Linked DNA regions of Mus musculus: all the other regions are linked to region 2. A link is a contact called in public HiChIP or PLAC-seq data. All regions are on one chromosome and are shown on one strand. Each heading gives the region's core, a stretch centred on a gene start, on an enhancer-like site or on the middle of the called end of the contact. The rest is flanking DNA. Distances are from core to core; before and after follow the strand shown.

Region 1 (3,571 bases), core at 636-3,135, 470 kb after region 2:
CGTTGGCCAGAATTGTGAAGCTGGCGACAGTTTTCACTGGTTGTAAAGTTCAGGAGCCTCTTTCAGTCTCCAGAACAATTGAGGAGGAAAGAGTCCAGCAAGCATTCCTCCCGCTGCCTCAAGGACTGGCCCAAGTGTACCAGGTGAGAGGGATCAGGCGGGCAGAAAAGGAGCCGGTTATTAAAGGACAGGAATAAGAACAAACACCAACCAGAGTGATGGAGCCAGAGGCAGAGCTGGAAACCAGGCCCAAACAAAAGCTGAGGTGCACTCACGAGGAAGGGCAGGGCACTCTTTCTGAGCTTTGGTCCCTTGAATAGCTCCTCTTCTGCCCACATCTTCTTACAACAGAGACTACAGATACTCTCTGCATCATGGAAAGCCTTGTTGCTTTCTCGTTTAGTCTTCTCTGAACTTTCTGTGAACACTTATCATACCCTAGTGCCATTATTTATTTGCACGTTGGATTTTTCCATCCTTGAAAAAAAATTGAGCCATGTCTTATTCATCTCCCGTCCATATCAAATTAGATGCATGTTTCAATAAACAGAAGACTTTCATGTGGCAGGATCTGGTTTGGAGAACTTAGTGAGGAAGGCCTTGTGCGTATCCCTGGTCTGACACGGTGGCTCACAAACATGGCCCCTGAATGGCAGTGTTAGTATCACTTGGTGAGAACCTGACCCAAGGGGCAAGTGGGCAAACTGATGACTCTGGAGGGTGACACTGTCCCTCCAGGGTAGAAGTTGGCAGGCTGGGGACTCAGGAAGAACTGGTATTTTAGCTCAACATGGAATATACAAGACCCCCATTGGATGATAAGCTGGAAAGAACATCAACAATTTTTATTTTAACAAATCTTTCTGGTGGTTCTGAGGTACATTAAAGTCCAATAATTGTTGGGTGTGGTAGCTCATGATTGTGATTCCAATACTTGGAAGTGGAGGCAAGAAAAGCAGGAGTTTAAAGTTATCCTTGCTACATAGCTAATTAGAGGTCAGCTAGCTGCCCTCCTTAAACATACGTACATCTTACAAAAATGTTCAAAAATCAGAATTTAACCTTCTCAACCTCACCTGCAAACTAAGTCACCACAATCTCAGAGGGCTGGTCTAAGTCTGCCCTTGGATGACACAAGTGTAGTCTACATCAGAGCTCATACATATTCATCAGCCTGTGATTGGTATATTTGGGGCATTTCTGATACTGGCCTCATCCCAGGGTGCACTTGAGTTACTCAGTTTCCTTTGGTTCAACTAAGTTCCCAGAGTCTACCCAGCAAACCCTATCCTTGCATCGCCCTAGTAAGTGGGCCAAAACACGGTACCAATCAAATCCTCATTTTCCTACGAGGACCCATCCTGGCACAGCAAGGCCTGGAGATGACAGGGAACAACCAGTGTGTGGACTGTGAACAGCGGTGTGTTCTGGAGTTGCCCACCTCAGAAGGGAAGCTCCTCAAAGGACAACACCTTTCAGAGGGCTCTTCAGAGATGCAAACACAATCACAGCTTTCTGAGACCTCCTCACGTTCAAAGAGTCAATTCAGCCATTTCAAGTTTTCCAATTCATTTCCTCTTGACTGAGTCACAGGAGCTTAGAATTTGTCAACAAACCACATCTATTCTAAAGGGAAATAGGAACCATGACCCCAACTCTTTTTGATTTTATTTCATCTTACCAAACAGCTACATCCCCCCCACCTGCAAACACACACACACACACACACACACACACACACACACACACTCACTCACAGTTCATTCTCTCCTGTCTATAAACAACAGGGAAGGCACAATTCTCACGGGTTGTGTCTGCCAAGCCAGCACTCACTAGGCCAAGCACACCAAGAATCTCTCTCTCCTCTCTCTGCCTGAAGGTTGCTACCAAATAACACTCTAGGTGGGCTGTGATCCACAACAGAAACACAGTGGAAAGCAACCACCCTCTGGCACTTCAGGCCAATAAATACCGCATCCTTTCACTCACAAATAAATAATGCTTTGAAAATTATTGTTATTACTGGTTTTTTAATAAGTCTGCTCAGTCCAAGTGCCACCCCCTCCCACCTGTTCCCATTTGTTTTCCTGTGGGGGCCAGATTTTTGAAACCATGTCTCCCTGAGCAGAGAGAAGATATAGCACCCTCTCTGCCTGGCTGACCCTCCCTGAAGGGGCCTGGTAGGAGAGAGCCACCCCTGGTGGGACTTTTCTCATTAGCCCTGCGGGCAGCAGAATTCCAACCAGGCCAGCCTTACCCATCTAACCAGAGAACCCCAAATATTTTGCGAGATATATTAAAGGTGGTCAGATGTGACAAGTAGTTTATTATCACAGGGATGGAGCCTGATGCAGGCAGGAGTGTGAGGGGTGGGTCCACTTCCCACAGATGACTGGCTTGAGGGCAGTCACCAGGGAGCCTGAGAAACCCAATCTCCCGCCCCCCCCCCCTTCATTGTGAAGCAGCCTTTGTTGGCTAATAGCCACTTAAAACAAATACTGAGAGCAAGCTCGAAACAGCACCAGGCAAACAAATGTTATGAGAGTAATAAATGCCAGAATATCATTCTTACAGCAGGATTTTTTAAGTCAACTTGATGGGACGGGTTATATAAAGATGCCTGAGCAAGACGCCCTGCTCTTAAACATAATTCAATATGAGAAGGAAGTCACGTGCACAGGCAACAGCACAAAAGGCTGGAGTTTACTTCGAGCCTTGAGGGATGCAAACAGAAACCTAGGGGATGTTTGACTTCTGCCTGCTGCAGTTAGGTAATTGTTCCAAAAAAAAAAAAGTCCTTAAAAGAAGTTTGGGAGGAAAGTACTGTATTTCTAAAGGCAAAAATGTGGGACCTCCATGGGTTCCTCCTGGCAATACCTGCCCTTCCATATCCCTGAACTTTCCTGAAAGGTCCCACCTCTCAATCTAAAGCCTGCCAGTGTTGAGCTGCCCTGTGACAGACACTTCAGGCAAGCTTGTGGTGACCTGACTGAGTATGGTTAATGGTACTGAAGGGAGCTCTGCCAGGACACTTTTGGGATTTATGATTTTTTTCAAGACAGGATTTTTCTGTGCAATAGCCCTAAATGCCCTAGAACTCACTCTAGAGACCAGGCTGGCCTTGAAGTTACAGAGATCCACCTGCCTCTGCCTCCTGAATGCTGGTGTTAAAGGTGTGTGCCACCATCCCTGATTTATATCCATGTACTGAGTGAGCCTTTTCCTGCCTTATACATGGTCACCCAAGGGTACTGCACATTGAGTCCTGGTTGCCATTTTGACGTCTGGAAGAAAAATATGAGAATCACAGAGAAACCATCTCTGCCACTGAAATCCTACCCACTGTAACATGCAGACAAATGCATCCCAGGTCATGTACAAAGATGCAGGAAATCTATTAGATGAGGATAGAAGAAGCAAAGCAATGAGGCAAGATTAAACAGAGCATGTTCATAATTCACCCAATGCCTATAGCATACATAGACAACTAAGCGAAGCAAGGCAGGAAATGGAGGGACTGGTTCTAGAAGAATTCATGACTTAAAACAAAGAACTTGGCTTTATCACAAAA
Region 2 (3,705 bases), core at 493-2,992:
TGGGTGTGTCTCAAGGCGGGAAGGAGGGGGGCCCGGGTTAGGGTCTCAGTTAGTCCTGTGACCGGGATGCAAAACCAGCATCAAGACTGCCAGGCTCTCTAGGCTGCTTCGGAAGCTCACGCGCTAGACCACTGTGTCCTGTCCCTGTCTTCCGTGGACCTCGCCAGTGCGGACAAAGCTCTGCTTCTGGGGCAGCAGGCGGGCAAACTGGCACGACGCATCTGAGTCGGGCAGGGTGGGGCGCAAGCGCGGGAGGAGATGAGCGCATTTGAGTGAAGATTGATCTTCCTTAAAATGGTTGCCACCGGCGTCATTATGACTATCAAAGTTATCGCCAAGAGGCTCAGCCTCCAGCCTCAGGCGGGAAGGAGAAGAGGCAAGGCTGGTTGGAGACTCTCTGTGCCCCCAGTCAGCACCAGGAACACCGGGGGCCACAGGTAAGGGCCTAGGGTGGAGGAGGGGGAGGATGGAGAAGTGGAAGAAGAACAAAGTGGGAAAGGAAGGGAGGCAGCAGGAGATTCCATTCCCTCCACTTTGACCCCCAAAACCCAGTTACTTCACCACGAATTCCTCTATTTGAGAAGGGTGGGAGAAAGCCGGCAATTTTAAAAAGTGGGTTCTGTGATGGGGAGCTATGGTACGGTAAATCATGATTGTGTTTAAAGTTAGCTGTCAATTTCTACTATCAGATCCTCCAGTCTAGTTTATTTCCCCTAAGGGAGAATGCGAGGGTGAGAAGCTTATCCATCAGAGGATTATAAAACAAAAAATCTAAGGTCTTCGAGTTCAGAAGTTAGCCTGCAAGCAGTGGTAGAAAATAAGAGAAGATGTAATGATTTCCACTTGGAGGCACGGCACGGGTCCTGTGTACCTCCTCAGCCACGTAGCAAGAAAGCATTTTCAAAAGTCTACAAGATATATTCTCTCTCTCTCTCTCTCTCTCTCTCTCTCTCTCTCTCTCTCTCTCTCTCTGTGTGTGTGTGTGTGTTGGAGGGGAGAATCAAGACTGAGAGGAAAAAGTAAGGAGAGAGAAAGAACTCAGAATTCTATTTGTTAAATAAAATACTCATTATTAATATTTGGTTCTTAAAACAGAAAGATAAGTAATCCTGACAGGAGTGGGCGCGAGGTCTTCTTACGCAACTCTTCCTGTATCCTCCCCTTTACCCGCCCCCCTTACGCCCCCAGCTTGTAAATGTTAAGGCAAAACAAAACAAAACAAAACAAAACAAAAACTTCTCAAGAATCTACCCTGGAAAAATCAAAGCATTATCTATTATTTAACACGTATCTGTGTTCGTGGAGAAATGAGGAAGGCGCTGCATGATTAGGACCTAAGGGGCAACCCAGCAAACTGAGAGCGTAATGATGCCCCTAAATGAAGGGGGAAATGCGCCGCGGCGTGCTCTATTAATCAGACTGTCAATTTCACCCCCGAGGCCAAACCCCCGGGCGAGCAGAACTGGCTGGGAGCGGGCAAAGGACCGGAGCCTTCTTCCTCACTTCTCGTGTCTTCTCGTCTCCTACCTGGATCTATTTGTCTGCTCTGAAGTCGCCTTCATTACCCACTGACAGGAGCGTGTATTTATTTGCTTATAAACCTGTTACAATAAATGATTATTCGAACGGCGTCATTCGTACCTTAATGACGAGCGGGCGCTACTTTTTGATGAATGACATCTCCGACTCGGAAGGATGTATGGGTCATTTTGACCAGTCATTCCCTCGCTCTGGCATCCCACAATTTTTTCCGCCTCCCTCCAAAAGAGATAATAATATTTAGAGCCGCTTGCTGGGGCTGAATGAGAATCAGCCCTGGGCGCAGCCCATCATTAAGACGGGACAGCCAGGCCACTGTGACATTTTTTAGAAAGCTGAGATGATGGAAAGAATAAGAAAAGAGATGATTCTGATGGAAAGAGGGCTCCACAGCCCTACTGCTGGCAAGAGGTTCTCCAGTTTGTCCGATTCAGCTGGCGGTGCTGTGCTCGAGGCCCTGGAAAATTCGCAGCACCCGGCTCGCCTCAGTCCGCGCCTGCCGTCCGCCCCGCTGCACGGAGCTCTGGGAGACCTCCCCGCCAAAGGCAAATTCGAAATAGACACTTTGTTCAACCTGCAGCACCCGAGCAGCGAAAGCACCGTCTCCTCCGAAATTGCCTCCGCTACCGAGAGCCGCAAGAAGCCTAGTCATTATTCCGAAGCGGCCGCCGAGGCCGACATGAGCAGCGACGTGGAGGTGGGCTGCTCCGCACTGCGCTCCCCCAGCGGCCTGGGCGCTGCACCGCTCAAGGAAAACAATGCCAAAGGTAACCGGGTACCCGCAGACTCCAGCCTCATCCTCTGGGCTCTCTCGAGGGCCTGGCCAGCCCTTTCCACACCTTAGCGGGTCTCTGACTCTTAACTAAAGTGCTTCACAGAGCTGGCAGGGGCAGGGGAGGGATGCATACTAAAAACTGGTCCCTCTGGCTCTGTTCTTTGAGCATCCCAGCACAGCCCGGGCCTGTGGAGCCTAGGGAGCCAGGCCCAAGCGCCCAGGCTCCTGCCTGAATCGAAGCAAATGTTTCGCTTGCCGATCTAAGAGCTGGGGCGTAAGAGCTGGGGCGAGGCGACACAGCGCTGCTAGCCCGGGTGGCTTAGTTGCTTTTTGGGAAGGGTGCCCTGGACAGGAGCTCCGAACTCAGTTGCTTCTGGAGCCCCCAGGGCCGGGTAGAGGGGACACTCCTCTGGATAAGTCTGAGACAGAGAGTCTGGCCTCGCACCTCTGCTCAACCGCTTAAGTCAGCGGACAGAAAAGAGTTTGAAAAGTGGGCGCCTCCTTCCCTTTACTGGCTTGAGCTTGAGCTGCAAATGCTTTGAAAATCCTAAGATATTTTAACCCCAAAGGCTGTCAAAGAAAGATTGGAAGCCGCATAAAGAGCTGCCCTATGGTTCCTAGACTGTCAAACCCACAGCTTCTTAAACTGGTTCCAAGGTAGGCATTCTTCCCCAGCAAATTTTCCTACCGAGTGGTAATTTTCTAATTATTGGAAAAAGAACAACCTTTTCAAATTCTGTTTCTATTATTTGGTTAGGAAGGGCTCCCCAAACTTCATTGATTTCATTAACGGCAGCAATTTGTAAGCCTGACAGATCCCATCAATTTTGACAGCGACTTTCCTTCTCAAAGCCTCTTTTGCCACCAGCTAGCAACCCCAACTCAGGGTTCTCGGTCCCTACAACTACTCATGAGCTGTGAACTGTTTGTTTGCTAGGGTACACGGAGAGCGGCTCCGTCGCGGGCACCACGACGTCGGCTTCCGGCTCGGGCCTCGGTAGTCTGCATGGAGGCGGCGGCGGCGGCAATAGCGGGGCTGCGGCGTTGGGCGGCTCTGGCTCCGGTTCCGGCGCCGATCAGGTGCGGCGATACCGTACGGCATTCACCCGCGAACAGATCGCGCGCCTGGAGAAAGAGTTCTACAGGGAGAACTACGTGTCTCGGCCCCGCCGGTGCGAGCTGGCCGCTGCACTCAACCTGCCCGAAACCACCATCAAGGTATCTATTCCAGCGCATGCCCGCTCAGACCTCCCTCGGGGCGCTTGGGTTGATTTGTCTCACGCCCGCCCCATATTTTCCCCTTCTGGGTGGTGAGAAATCGGTGTGGAAATCCACCGGGTTTTGTCACCGAAGGAGTAGGCTTATTTACTTCTCCTGTGCCGAATTGTAAT
Region 3 (3,988 bases), core at 419-2,918, 450 kb after region 2:
AATCACTGGAGAGAAAAATACCGCCATTTAAAAGTAGTGGTACTTTTTTTTTTGTTGTTGTTCATTATTGACAATGCCAGTATAAAAACAAACAAGAAGAAAGAAAAGAAAGAAAGGAATTTCTTTAATTCAAAAAAGAGATCTGTGTAGAACTTTTTGTAAAGAATTCATTGTTTATAACTTACTTATAAAAATGGGGACTGGAAGCACTCCAGAGACAGACAGGCAGATCTCTGTGAGTTAAGGCCAGCATGTCTACATAGTGAGTTCCAGCACAGCCATGACTATTACACAGGGAGACCCTGTCTCAACAAAACAAAACAAAACAAAACAAAACAAAACAAAACAAAACAAAACTGACCAAAATATTTTTTAAATGGGGTCTGGCTATTTCTTTTTGCAATGTTTAGTATTCTTTATCAATGAGTTTTAGCACTTCATAGTTTATTTCTAAGTAGCAAATATTTCATGGCAATTAAATAAACAGTAGTGATATCAAAGTTGAAAATGAAAAAGTTGCTGCATATATAATATGTAGCACCGATATGAAATAAAATTGAACAACATTTCCGTAAAGTGTTCAACAGAAGGGTAGAGGCCAGGAGGAGAAGGGGATCAATTTTCTCTGTCTTCCTTTCCTTGCTTGGTCCTACCTGGTTTCCTGTGCCGCTGTAGTGATTAGGACATGCTAGGTGTGGAGACGTACTTTTGTAAGCCTGCTGAAATAGATCATTGATCTAAATGCCCAGAGTACAGGTTTGTAACTGATAGGAGTGTGACTCTGGGAGGAAAACCCAGTCTCCCAAGTCTCTGTGACACGTGTGAGAACGCACTCCCTTGAAGCAATCCTGTGACATTTCTAATATGTGGGCTGACGGTATTGCTCTGCTGACTGCAGCTTATGGGGAGAAGCCACCAAAGTTCTGAAGCTCAAAATCTTTCCTTGAGTTATTAAGAACAAACAAACAAACAAACAAACAAAAACAGCCAAAGTATTATGGTTTGGAGCTAGCCACTGCAATGTTTACATGTGCGATGACCTAAATGGCAGCAAGGGTTTTCTTCCCACCTGCACATCTGCGCAGCAGACGCTCATGACTCTAGACTGTGAGCATGGTGTTTGTTCAAGGCACATGATGAATATATGTGGAATTATCGCAATAGTCTCTAGTTTTGTTTAATTTTTCTGTCAAAAATAAATAAAAATCTGTGAGATTAGTTTTATTGAAATTTTAGTTTAAAACATTTTATTGAGTGGTGAGTGCCCAGCCCACAACTGTTTGGGTTGGAGGGAAAATGTCAGATTTCTCTTCTGGCAACAGTCTCTTGAAGAGAGACTCTGTTTTCAAGTGAGGTTGGGTGGTGGCCGACAGGTGCGGTGCCACTGGAGGTGCCATCAGCTTTCCATGAGAGGTTGTTTCTCTCTCTTAATGTTAACCACATTTTCCCCTTTGGAGTTACTGAAAGGATCTGGCTCTGGTAGGAGGCTGCAAAGAGAGGGGATTATTGTTTAAATGGGACTCGGTTTGTAGCCTTAAGTCAGAGGAGAGCCATTCTGTTTGCATTCAACATTTCAAAGAAAAGTAACAATGCTCTCAGAGAGGCCCCTCTCTACAAAGCAGCTCATTATTGTAAATGTGGGACATGTTTAGACTGCTAAGGAGAATCATAAAAGTACAGCCTCTACCACAAGCTTCTCCAGCAGTAAACACTGTCCTCAGGCCAGATCCATTTCTGGGCAGCACCAGATCCTGCAGCCCGAGTGGCGAGTGGCGAGCTCACCCGATGAGACCCAAACGGAACAAGAGGCGTTATAGAGAATAAGCGTGCACAGCGCACATTATCTGCAAGGTCTTTTATGTTAAGGAAATCATGACACCTGCCAATCTTTCAAATTCCAAAGGGTAAAGCATGAGGCCCGGTAGGCTGTCATTGAACATGACAGGCTTAATGCCAGGTTTATAACAGAAAAAGGGCAATCTTATTGTGGTTTATTCAGTTTTCTGTTGCTGCTTCAGGAGGAAGTCTCACTGTCTCTCTCCTGCTCTCTCTCTTGCTCTCTCTCTCTCCCTCTCTCTTTCTCTCTTTTTAAAAAGCTAATTTAGAGCATTTGAAATACCAAACGGATTCTTTACATATCTCCTGAGCCCCCCATTCCTCTCCACTACTCCCAGTCTCTCCTTTAGGGAGCAACCCCTAAATCCTTCCAATTTAGCATCTTGGTGAGACCAGACCAGTTTTTTCAGTTGAGTATTTTCTTCTGTTGTGACAGAGATGTTTCCTAACTCCAAACATTTCTGTTTAATTACCGCTCACAGTGTTGCTCTATCTCCATCCGGCCTGCCCCTGGCTTGAGCCCATTGGGCTGAAGAAAGAATTACTCCCTGTGCTGTTCCTTAGCCCTCCATGTGCAGATCTGTAATTGGCTCTGTGTTTTTGACTTTTTGCTAATAAGCAGCTTACTTTCTCTCCCCCTAGACTCAACCCACCACTTTTGTTTCATGAATTTTACAAAGGATTTTAATAGATGCTTTAGGCTATGCAAAATGTTATATGAAGGGAGAGCATTAATGCAACAGCCTTGACACAAAGGACGTGTGAATCTCTGCTTATCATTACAGTCAGGTCTCAAATTTTTCATTAGTTTTGGAGGACAAAAGAAAAAAAAAACCCAGTCCTGCTATATGAAGGAATATTAACCTGTACTGTGTAACCAACTATAATTGCTTAGCATTTTACATTAACTCTCTTCAGACATGGCCTCTCATTATTTTTACACATACATAATAACTGCTTATTACAGCGATATGGTTCATGCCGATACCTAGTGGGTAAGGCTGTGTCAGCACTTCTAATATGAAACCCACGTCCATGGGTTTAAAAGAGCTGTAAAATTTACCTCCAGACCAAAGACTAGCAGTCAACTTTTTACCTGGAAAGGGAATTTTTGTTTAAAGTAAAACAAAACAAAACAAAACAAAATGCTACTTTTAATTAAGAAAAAAAATGTTAGGGTAGTTTAAATTAGGAATTTAAACAAAAAAAAAAGTCAATGAGCATGCTAAAGTCATTATTGACTTTCTAAAGCAAAGAATTATTGAAACTTACCATGACATATGATTCTGATGCTTAAATATAAATAAATGAATGGTAAGTAGCATCAGAATTAAATGTTATATGCATAACAGGCTTTGTTGAAAATTGTTATATCCCTTTAAGAGGCCACTGTATGCAGTTGTGCTAAGAACATAATGCATATTTTCAAGGTGGGTAAGCCATAATTTTTGTTGGGAAATAAATTAAAATGCTTATAAATGTTAAAGTTTGTGAAAAGATATTGATCTAGGGCTTTTAGAATTATTTCAACATTCTCTTTCAGAAAGTCTGAGCGTCTGTTTTTGGTTCAGGGAAGAGTAAGGATTTGGCAGCATGAGATCACCGAGCACTTGAATGGAGGCTTTGGGGAACAGATGGTTGGGCTGATATTGTTTTTTAAAATGAGCAATTGCAAAGGTTTGGTTTTCTTGTAGTACCCAGAATGATATTGATTATATCCACTGACTTTATAAAATGTCCCAGAGTTTTCTCTGTCACAAAGATCTAAGACTATTTTAAAATCATGCTAAAATGATAGGTGAGAGATTCGTAGATACATTTACACTACATGCCCCAGTGTCCTCGGTTCACGTGTCCTGAGATAGAATCCAATTGTCTGTAAAGGACTAAGACGCTACAATAATGGTATGTCACATCTTAGTCACATCTACTAGACAAAGTCACCCCGTGGGTCAATGAGAACTTATGTGGACATTCTTTCTTGGATTGAAAGAAATCTTAGGAAACATAGTTTGGAAAATGATTTCAAGCCAGGTCATTCTACAGTAGAAATCGGGGCTATATCTTTCAGTTCATTATGCTTATGAACAATACATCAAACATTAGAGTAATAAGCAGAGTTTGTGTCCTTAATTTCTATTAACTCTCTAAT

Evidence for each region. HiChIP or PLAC-seq counts read pairs in DNA pulled down with a chosen protein or histone mark.
Region 1: a contact with region 2 is called in an H3K4me3 HiChIP or PLAC-seq map of embryonic limb bud, with 6 times the contacts expected there. The contact joins the enhancer-like site here to the promoter of Evx2 in region 2. A contact is called at or near these places in 10 of 39 promoter capture datasets (3T3-L1-derived adipocytes, the HPC-7 cell line, HPC-7-derived erythroid cells and 6 more), 2 of 484 Hi-C or Micro-C datasets (nephron progenitors and uterus), 8 of 115 datasets of contacts at active chromatin or transcription factors (craniofacial prominence, embryonic basal ganglia, embryonic hindbrain and 5 more) and 4 of 9 other capture datasets (embryonic stem cells, embryonic tail, embryonic trunk and 1 more).
Region 3: a contact with region 2 is called in an H3K4me3 HiChIP or PLAC-seq map of embryonic forebrain, with 5 times the contacts expected there. The contact joins the enhancer-like site here to the promoter of Evx2 in region 2. A contact is called at or near these places in 6 of 39 promoter capture datasets (the 3T3-L1 cell line, 3T3-L1-derived adipocytes, HPC-7-derived erythroid cells and 3 more), 1 of 15 datasets of contacts at CTCF or cohesin (pro-B cells), 3 of 484 Hi-C or Micro-C datasets (uterus and ventricular fibroblasts), 8 of 115 datasets of contacts at active chromatin or transcription factors (craniofacial prominence, embryonic forebrain, embryonic hindbrain and 5 more) and 2 of 9 other capture datasets (embryonic stem cells and embryonic tail).

What each region holds. Positions count from the first base shown.
Region 1 is chr2:74,187,210-74,190,780 of GRCm38.p6, reverse strand. No RefSeq gene overlaps it. Among named protein-coding and RNA genes, the nearest start is that of Gm31534, 17 kb to the left of the region's middle. Within about 2 kb of position 1,885, at least 7 of the 459 cell types and tissues checked have an H3K27ac peak or open chromatin away from gene starts, as enhancers often do. A contact at or near this core is called in embryonic limb bud and nephron progenitors, where this site is marked.
Region 2 is chr2:74,657,594-74,661,298 of GRCm38.p6, reverse strand. It overlaps Evx2 (even-skipped homeobox 2), which reads left to right and starts at 1,742. Exons shown (of 3, transcript NM_007967.3): 1 at 1,742-2,306; 2 at 3,252-3,532. The coding sequence starts at 1,880.
Region 3 is chr2:74,208,106-74,212,093 of GRCm38.p6, reverse strand. Gm31534 (a long non-coding RNA gene) reads right to left here. Exons shown (of 4, transcript XR_374671.3): 4 at 1,193-1,487. Among named protein-coding and RNA genes, the nearest start is that of Gm31534, 4.5 kb to the right of the region's middle. Within about 2 kb of position 1,668, at least 11 of the 459 cell types and tissues checked have an H3K27ac peak or open chromatin away from gene starts, as enhancers often do. A contact at or near this core is called in embryonic forebrain, where this site is marked.